2 separate regions of the Sus scrofa genome follow, and region 2 is linked to region 1. A link is a contact called in public Hi-C data. All regions are on one chromosome and are shown on one strand. The core of a region is the stretch at or near the end of the contact, and the rest is flanking DNA. Distances in the headings are between cores, read along the strand shown. Region 1 holds the start of GPT (alanine aminotransferase 1). Region 2 holds the start of ADCK5.

Region 1 (4,816 bases), core at 1,714-4,213:
CACCTGCACCTGGTGGAGCTGCTCATTGCTCGGTAGGGCTGCTGGGACCAGCGTGGCTGGGGTGGGCCTCTGTCAGGGGGAGGTGGCAGCTGGGCCAGGGGGGCACAACCTTAGGTACCTCCTTGTGGGCAAATGTGCTTGGCCCTTGGTCTCTTGTGTTCCCACTTACCCGCCTGTTCCCTGGCCTGGAGCCCAGGACCTGGGCAGAGGCCTCAGCTGCTGCCTTCCCCGAGGACGCAGCACAGGCTCAGCGCAGTGTGGTCCTCTGCTGCCAGGCTGCTGGCACTCCCTCCAGCTCTGGCCTCCTCCCCTTCCCAGGGTCTGCACAGAGAAGTACTGTCGGGTCAGAGCGGTGACGGAGGCAGCCCCGGGGGCGGGGGGGAGGCTGGACACGGGTGAGGCCACTAGCAGGGGGGGCAGCGCAGGCCTGGGGCTCTGCACGGCCGCTCTTGTGAGCGGAGAGGGTGGTTCGCTCCACCAGGACCTCGAAGTGCCCCCTGCACAGTGCCCCTCCCTCTGACCTCTCTAGTCAGAGTCAGGCTCAGGCTGACCTTGGAGCATCAGTGGTGGGTGTTGCGGGGTGGTGGCGGTCTATCCCCTTTGCAGGGGGAGCGGCTGTATGCAGCGTCACAGGGCAGCAAAAAGGGGCACACACCCCCAACTCCCCCCTGCCCCCCCGAGGCCTGGCATCCTCTAGGGGCAGGTGGGCCCACTGTACCTGGTCATAGGGCAGATGGGGGCCGGGAACGAGTGGAAACTGCAGGGCAGCCCTAGGGCGGGCCTCCGAGAGGGCAGGCCTCCGAGGGGCCTGGGGGCCTCGCTGGGGGAGAAGGGCCTGTGGCCAGCACCCCATCCATCCTCCCCGCAGCGGCGCAGACCTCCTGGCAGTTAACACTGATGGGAACATGCCCTATGACCTGTGCGAGGATGAGCAGACGCTGGACTGCCTGGAGACGGCCATGGCCAGCCGTGGTGAGTGCCACCCTGCCCACTCACCCACCCGGCCAGGGGTGCCGGGCGTGCTTGGCCTGAGCCTCCTGCCCTGCAGGCGTCACCCAGGACAGCATCGAGGAGGCCCGGGCCATGCCGGAGCTGCACATGCTAGAGGACATCCGGTGCCTGCTGCAGGCGGGGGCTGACCTCGACGCCCCCCGGGACCATGGGGCCACGCTGGTGAGGATGTGGCCAGGTGGGGCCCAGCAGGGGTGTGGCTGCTGGCTGGGCCTGGGGCCAAGGCTCAGGGGCAGGCGGTTTTCGTGCAGCTACACATCGCCGCAGCCAATGGGTTTGGTGAGGTGGCTGCCCTGCTGCTGGAACACCGGGCCAGCCCAAGCGCCAAAGATCTGGATGGATGGGAGCCGCTGCATGCTGCGGCCTACTGGGGCCAGGTGCGTGCCAGGCGGGGGCGGCGGGGGAGGGCGCCTGGCAGCTCCGGAACCTTCAGCAACCTGGGCTCCCGGCCACAGGTTCACCTGGTGGAGCTGCTTGTGGCACACGGGGCCGACCTGAACAGCAAGTCCCTGACGGACGAGACGCCTCTCGGTGAGCCAGAGCCTCATCCTTCCGGTGTGGGGGAGGGGCAGGGGGCACCCATGATCCTCTGCCTCTCCTCCTCAGATCTGTGTGGGGACGAGGACGTGCGTGCCAAGCTGCTGGAGCTGAAGCACAAGCACGACGCCCTCCTGCGCGCACAGGGCCGCCAGCGTTCTCTGCTGCGCCGCCGCACCTCCAGTGCCGGCAGTCGGGGGTGAGTGCCCGCCCAAGGGCCCTTGGGCACCCCCACTCTGCAGGCTCTGCCCTGGGCCTTGTCCCAGCTGATGTCACCTGGCAGGCCAAGGTGCCCATCGGAACTTGGGGCAGAGTCCATAGGGCGGGCGGCATCCTCCCCACCCTCCCCCTGCCCTTCCCCAGGAAGGTGGTGAGGCGGGTGAGCCTGACCCAGCGCACCAGCCTGTACCGCAAGGAGCACGCCCAAGAGGCCATCGTGTGGCAACAGTCACCACCCACGAGCCCAGAGCCTTTCGAGGAGGATGAGGACCGCCAGACAGACTCCGAGCTGAGGCCACCACCCCTTGGGGTGAGCCCTGCCCGCCTCCCCACCCCCACCCCGCCCCCGGGCTCCACCCTCGCAGCCTGGCACCAAGGTCCTACCCCGTACCAGCCTCAGAAGCTGGCGGGACCAGTGCCCGGGGCGTCAGCTGCTGCCCCCACCCTTGTTTCTGCCCCAGGGTGCCATGCATCCTGGGGCCAGGGGCTGGAGAGACCCTCCTGATGGCCTCTGGGGACTGCTCCCCACACAGGAGGAGGACGTCCAGGAGGCCAGGCCGCACAACGGCCGAGTGGGCGGCCCCCTGGGGCGGCACCTGTACTCCAAGCGGCTGGACCGAGGCGTCTCCTACCAGCTGAACCCCCCGGAGGGCACCACCGCAGATGCCCTGGTCCGGGCCAGGGCCCACCACACCCTGGCTGAGCTCAAGCGCCAGCGGGCCGCAGCTAAGCTGCAGCGGCCCCCACCTGAGGGGCCCGAGGCCACGGAGTCTGGCCCGCCTGTGGACATGGAGGCCGCCCGGCTGGAGTGTGGCTCCAGGGCTGGGGGAGACCCGCCCCTGCTGAGACTCACAGCCCCCTCAGAGGAGGCCCCCCTGGAGAAGAGACCGTGCTGTCTGCTCATGTGAGGGCTGCTTCAGGGCCCCTGCCCTGTGGACCCCAAGGCACGCCCCCGCCAGAACGCCAGCCTCCTCCCTCAGGGGCAGACCTGCGGCAGAGGCCGTGCCCGGGAGGCACCTGGCTGCCGAGACCTGGTTTCATCCTGTGACTCTCGATAAAGGGCCATTCTGCCACTTGCCTTGTCGTGTGTCTCATCTGGGCCACCGTCTCCATGACGGTGCTCGGCCTGGGTGCGCAGGAGGCCTGCAGGTGCATGCTGCAGCTCGCCTGGGGTGCCCGCCCCTGCGTGGGTGTGAGGCCCACGGCCTCTGGGCAGGAAGCCCTTGCTGCACCCTGCCCCCCAGCCTCCTGGAGGCCTCTTTGGAACTCCTGGCTTTCTTGAGGGAACAGGGAGCTTCGGAAGGACGCTCCTTGAGGGCCGGGGATGGGGGTGTCTGTGCTGCAGGGGCGGGGCTCCTGGCCTGGAAGGGAAAGGCGATTTTCCAGGCCTCTTGGGCCAGAGCCAGAGGGGCAAAGCAGTACAAGGCCAGCGTCAGAAACCTCCCTGGTGGGGCTGGGCCCCCCATTCCTGGCATGCAGCCCCAATCCTGAGGCCTGGCTGCCAGCTTCCGCCCCCTGGGCTGGCAAAGAAGGCCAACAGTTGGCTGCTCAGGCTGGGAGCTGACCAGGCACGCTGTCAGGATGATGGGGCCCCTTAGGGGCCTCACATTGGAGGGCTAGGAGCACTGCCGCTCATCTGACCCTGGCAGGCTACTTGGCATAGCCACCAGCGCTGGGTGGCATGGGCTCAGGTCACCTTCTCTCCACCGGACACGGGCCTGGTCAGCTGGGTGCCCGCAGGCCCGCCCTTGCCTGAGCATCAGTGGTTGGAGAGGTGTCCTCAGCAGGGCTGGGGACAGGCTACTGGTTAAATTTAGAGTGTGGGGTGGTGCCGCTGCCCAACTTCCACTTGCCATCACAGCTGCCACTTCAGTCCTGCTGCCAGGGGGCAGGCGGGGGCTGGCTCTGCCTGGGCCGGGCCCATATTAACCTGTGCTCAGGCCTGGGCGGCCTGGGGGCCTGAGGTGGAGCTGAGCAGAGCGGAGCAGGAGGTGCAAGGTGAGAGGCAGGCTGCCCAAGCTCTGGGTGTTTCCTCTCTGGCCAGCAGCAGCAGCAAAGGAGCCCACTTCCCAGGCCTGACCCGCTGCCCACAGCTCAACTCAGTGGAGGGGCCGGCTCCCTGACCCTCAGCACAGAGTCAGACCCTGACGCTGGGGTAGCCACCCCTGGGCATGGCCTATCAGCTCCCTGCAGGGCTGGTGGAGGTGGGGCCCTGAGGGCTTATCAGGGCTTGCTTCCCACTCTCTCCACCAATTGGGAGCAACAGGGAAGGGGAGCTTAGGTCACCCTGTGTGTGTGTGTGGCCCCAAGGGCGGCCCCAGGCTGGCGGCATGTTTGGCGAAAGGGCAGGACAGCAGCGCAGAGCAGCTGAGGTGTCCAAGGGCCCCGAGAAGGCTCCGAGCAGCCCTGCCTCCTCCCCCAGCACCCCAGCCCCAAGACTCCAGCTCTGCAGTGCTGCTGGGGGACCAAGGACCAACCACGGGGCTCTCGCAGCCCCTGGGCCATGGTCCCCAGCGCGGGAGGGGCCAGATGGAACCTGTGTCTGATCGCCTCACTTCCCTCCCCCGACAGCCCCAGGATTCTTGACGCCTGGCTCAGTTACCTGGGAGACAGGCTGGTGGCCCAAGCAAAGATGGGGGGTCGGAGAGGGCTGGGCCTCGGCCGAGCCCTACTGGGGTAAATCTCCAGAGGCCCCAGGCCTCGTTCTCCCTCCCGGGCTCAGCCCTGCCCTACTGTGCCAAGCCCTCGGGGTGCTCAGCCCACCTCCCCTCCCCCAGGCCGTCTCTCAGGAGCTGCCGGAACCTTCCGTCTGTCCCTACCCCCCGTGTGGGTCTCCTACTCCCCTGTCATGGGGACACTGGGCGGGCACTGGGCCTCACCCCAAGCCCCACCCGCCTTCTCACCCACTCCCTGTGGCTCCCCGGGGGCAGGACTGTGCCCAGACGGGTGGGGCGGGGCCTGCCGGTCCCTCTCCTTCTTCAGCCTGTTCTCCGGCTCAGTGGAGCCAACAGGCTGTGGTGAGGCGGGGCCCCTCTTACTCTGACCCCTT
Region 2 (4,556 bases), core at 1,116-3,615, 110 kb before region 1:
GCCCGCCTCACCCAGGCCGATTCACCTCGGGAGCCTTACCTGAAGCACATGCTAACACGGTCACCACACTTCGTCAGGACGTGCAGAGGCTTGAGCTCGGACACGCTGTGTCTGTGCGTCATGCTTCTTAACACACTTGCTCTCGTCGGCTATAACAGCACTTCGAAGATTCCAGGGCCTGGAACACAGGGTCCCTGCAGAATCAGGAGCTGTGCTTGGATGGCGGGGGGGCAGCGGGGGGAAGGGAGGAGCGCGCGTCTGGGGTGTGGTGGTCACTTGGGGGAGGTTTCCTTGGTGCCCTCGGGGCCCAGCCGTCCAAGTTTGAGGGACTTGACTCCATAGAGCAGCACCAGGGAGTCAAGGGGTGGGTACCCCCCATTCAGTCCAGGGGACCGTGCCCTGCCTTGTAGAGTGAGAGCTGCAGCCCCCAGCCCTGATGGGAGCCTGGGCCAGAACCAGGGTCCTTGGACGTGGGAATAGGTCAGAGTTCATTGCTTTGTTCGTTAGGGGCTGAGAAGCATATACCTCGTCTCTGGAGCGTGAACAGGAATGGCCACCGGATCCCCAGCCCAGGCCCTTGGAGTCCTAGGCCTCCAGTGGTGTCTGTACCTGAGGGCCCCGTGGTCAGCTGAGCCTCTGCCTTGCACCTTGCTTGTGGCCTTTTTCAGATGTCCTGGGGGCATGTCCATGCCAGCTGCACCTACACCATCTCCTGGGACTCTTTCATTGAGTATAATGGGGTTAGGTGGGGAGGCCAAAAGTGTGCAATTTGGAACTTTCCAGAAACCTTGGCCCTGGGAAGGGCTCCAGATTCACTTTCATCAGGCCCTGGCCTGGACACCAGGGACACAGCAGTGAAGATGAGAGGGCGCGTCTGCCCTCCTGGCAAGGCAGGCAACAAATCAGAACAGCCCCAGCTTTTGTCACATGGGGACACTGGGAGCAAGGAGACTCAGGACATTGACGCATGCTGGAGAAGCTGGGGTGACGTGTTAGATGGCCGAGGGACACCAGGAGGAGCAGGCACCCCTGTGGGAGAGGGAGGGGTCAAGGGGGGAGGGCCTGGCGCCAGAGAGGAGGAGAAGGAGCTGATAGGAAGGCCACCAGGTGGGACCAGCCTTTAAGGAGAAACTTCCTGAGTCAGTCAGCGTGAAGGTGGGTACAGCAAGTGTGGCAGAGGTGAAAATGAGGCCCAGGGAATCGGCTGCAAAACAACCAGGCCACAGGAGCACGGGGCCAGACACCCGAGGGTTGTGGGCCGCACAGAGGTTAGCGCATGGCTGGCTGGGGGATGGCCTTTTTTTGGGGGGGCCGCACCCACTGCATATGGAGGTTCCCAGGCTATGGGTCGAATCAGCTGTAGCTGCTGTCCTGTGCTACAGCCACAGCAACAAGAGATCCCAACCGTGTCTGTGACCTACACCACGGCTCACGGCAATGCCGGATCCTTAACCCACTGAGCGATGCCAGGGATCGAACTCATGTCCTCATGGTTCCTTAACCGCTGAGTCATGAGGGGAACTCCCTGGATGGGCCTTTGAAGTTCCGCAGAGTGGGTGCAGAGGCTGGGTGGAACTGCAGAAAGGGGGCCTTGGCTGCCCAAGGAGAGAAGGTGGACGAGAAGGTGCTACCTGTCAGGGGTGAGAGGGAAGTAGGTGAGAGAAGGGAGCTTAGGCAAGAGCTGGCAGAGACTCTGCGAGGAGGGTACCCATCCTGCCCTGCACTGAGGGTGGCAGGAAAGGGCGGGGACGGGCTGGCAGGCCAGTGCGGGAGGCAGCTTTGTCGTGGGCCTTGCCTGTCCTGTGCTCACCATTCACGGCCTTGTTAGTGACAACACCACAGGCCGCCTACCCGCACGCAGCAGGTGCTCATCTGAAATCGGACACTGCATGGGACAAGGAGCTATGTGAACTTGACAGTTACCACCTCATTTTGCAGCGAGGAAAGCGAGGCTTGAGCAGGTAAAGAGATTCGCCCTAATCCGTGGCTCAGAGCTGTAGCCGGACTGGCGCCCTTCCCAGCCTCCCACGGGTCCTGGAATCCAGCTCTCTCTGCACTGACGTCCTTTTGGGGTTCCTCCTGCTCCCCGCTTCCGCCCGTGCTGTGAGCTCCTAGAGAACAAGGGAGCCGACCTTCCCGAGCCTCAGCTTCCATCGAGGGTGGGAAAAGCCCCCAGCGGCAGTGACCGATGGCCTGCTCGGCCGAGGCACTGGCTGTGGCTCCAGCACCAGCACCTGCGTCCTCCGTCTGTGCACCGCCGGGTCCTGGCCCAACACTAGGCCGTCGGGGACCGCCAGGGGGCGCTGCTCAGCCGCGGACGCAGGTGCGCTCGGGGCGTGGCCTTCCGTCCGGCCCGCCCCCTGGGGGCGGCGTGCGCGTGCGCACCGCGCCCTCTCCCGCAGGGACTGCTGGGTGGCGGCGCGAGGCTGCGGCGAGAGGAGCGGCACGGAGCGGCGCGTCGGCCCCGGAGATGTGGAGACCTGTGAGCACCCCCGCGCTCCCGGTGCCCTCCCGCGGCCCCGCGAGCCGCCTGTCCCGGGCCCTCGGGCCCCTAAACCCTCCCCGCCCCCAGAGATCCTCCCCCGCCCGGCGGGAACCTCAGGGCTCTAGAAGGCGCCCTTCAGCTCCAGGTGCTCTGCCCCCCAGACCCCCTGACCAGCCCCAGCCCCCGGTGCGCAGAGGCCAGAACCACTTAGGAGGCCCCGCACTGATTGCCTCCCCAGCGCCTCCAAGGTCCCCTCTGCTCCTTCCAGGCTCTCTGCGAGGACGCTGGTCTCAGGACAGCCCTCGAAGCCCGCTTCCTCCGATCCCCCCTCCCCTCCCCAGAGACCCTTTCCCCCCCGCGGCGAAGTTGACACTTGTCCGAATCCCAGCCTGGGGGCCCTCGCCTTTCCTTTTACCTGCTCCCTTGAGAAGCCTAACCCGGTCACCAGCCCGCCCCAGATCATCCCGAGCTGACAGCTGCTCCTGCTTCCGAGGAGGGGGGGGGGGCTCCTCTCTCAGCCCTTTCCCTGCTTTGCCTGCCCCGCCCCGGGCTGCCCTCCCAACTCGCGCTTCCTTTGATCCTGACGACGCAGTTGGCAATCCAGGGTTTTTCCTTGTTGGGTGCCTTTCAAACCCGCGTTATCATCACTCACGCAGGTCTTACCCACTGCTTCCCCCAGAATCTAGCCCCATAGAGACAGAGGGGGGCTCATCAGCCTTTTCAACTTGGAACTTTCCAGAAGCCTTGTATTTTCCTAATAATCCTCGCCTTGCAGGTGTAGGTATTTATACAAATTTCCATTAACTCTTGTGGCTTTCGGTGAACAGCTCCGTGCTGTTTTATGGGCTGAGACTCAGGCAGAGAGACACCAGAGCTGGTCTGTTACAGGGTATAGAGCTGCTTCCCACGTGCAACCACTTAATCCTCCAGACAGCCCTAGGGAGTGGGCGGGCAGGTTTTGGTTGTGATTAGGAGAGGCTCCTGACCGGTGAGTGGCGTAGGGCCCAGTCGGCTTGAGCCCTCACTGGTGCTGAGAGGGGCGCAGGCCCTTGGCGAAGAAAAGGCCAGGGCCTTCATTTCATCTTCGCCACCTCTCTGGGCTCCAACTGCCGCCTCCCTCTCTTCCTGAGTATGAGAAGATTTCTGTGTTTTGGTTTCCTCTCCGGCACAGGCTGTTGACCTGCCATGGAACTGCCCAGGTTCCTGTCACCTCCTTGTGCTTCTCTGTCAGGCCTCAACTTGAGACTCAGCAGCTGCTCGTTACTGCTGGGGGCTGGCTTATCTGCAGTGACCTTTCCTCTTCCTTCTAACCCACTGTGTCTAATCTGCAGGGTGTGGAAAAACCGACAGCTCAGCTTGTGCCTAAACACGAGTGCAGGTGCTCATGATTCTGCGTTAAAGCACACACAGCGTCTTTAGCTTCGTAGTTTCTGTGTGATGCTGCGCAAGCTCTTTGCTGCTTGATGGGTTGTAGCTGAGTTCCAGGTGAGCGCTCTCTTTCTGCGCATGGGCCGGGCACTCACTAAGCCGGAGAGGCCGGGTGGAGGATGCCCGTTTCGTCTTGCCCAGACTGGGAGGCTTCGTTGGTGAGGGGTGCTGGGACAGCAGACGTTAACCTGGGCTGACCCAGGAGGCCATGCGCGTGACCCTGTGGGAAGGCGCTGGGCGCCAGAGGGTGTCCTGGGACCCCGCGCGCTCTCTCTGCCTGCTTCCTGCCACGCTCTGGCACCCAGGCTCTGGGTATGGTTTGGGTCTTATGTGATGTGGTGGAAACGCCCCTGAGTTAGTTCCAGGAAGGTCTGGCTGCAGACTTGGCCCCACATTTATAGCCACGTGACCTCATAGGCATGGGGGATGTCTCCTGCGTGACGGGGATATTTGGGGAATTACTAGGCATCCTGAATTGGAATGGGCCAGGTACTGGTGTGGGTCCCTGGGCCCCTGTGGGGCTCTGGGGTCTTCAGCCAGAGGCCTCATCCCTGGCGTCCATCTGGGGCCAGACTGGCGCTGTCTCTTGCCCGCCTGTTGCTCAGCAGCACCGTCACCGGGGTCATGTGGGTTTGGTTCGTTC

Evidence for each region. A called contact is a pair of places that touch in the nucleus more often than the background predicts.
Region 2: a contact with region 1 is called in a Hi-C map of skeletal muscle, with 4 times the contacts expected there. The contact joins the promoter of ADCK5 here to the promoter of GPT in region 1. A contact is called at or near these places in 2 of 5 promoter capture datasets (fetal skeletal muscle and liver), 13 of 47 Hi-C or Micro-C datasets (alveolar macrophages, blood, embryonic fibroblasts and 9 more) and 2 of 2 datasets of contacts at active chromatin or transcription factors (alveolar macrophages and skeletal muscle).

Annotation. Positions count from the first base shown.
Region 1 is chr4:300,645-305,460 of Sscrofa11.1, reverse strand. GPT (alanine aminotransferase 1) reads left to right here and starts at 2,963. Exons shown (of 12, transcript XM_021090479.1): 1 at 2,963-3,765. PPP1R16A (protein phosphatase 1 regulatory subunit 16A) reads left to right here. Exons shown (of 12, transcript XM_021090492.1): 6 at 1-32; 7 at 869-972; 8 at 1,049-1,173; 9 at 1,263-1,388; 10 at 1,467-1,747; 11 at 1,912-2,077; 12 at 2,301-2,840. The coding sequence ends at 2,675.
Region 2 is chr4:408,391-412,946 of Sscrofa11.1, reverse strand. It overlaps ADCK5, which reads left to right and starts at 2,365. Exons shown (of 14, transcript XR_002343661.1): 1 at 2,365-2,482.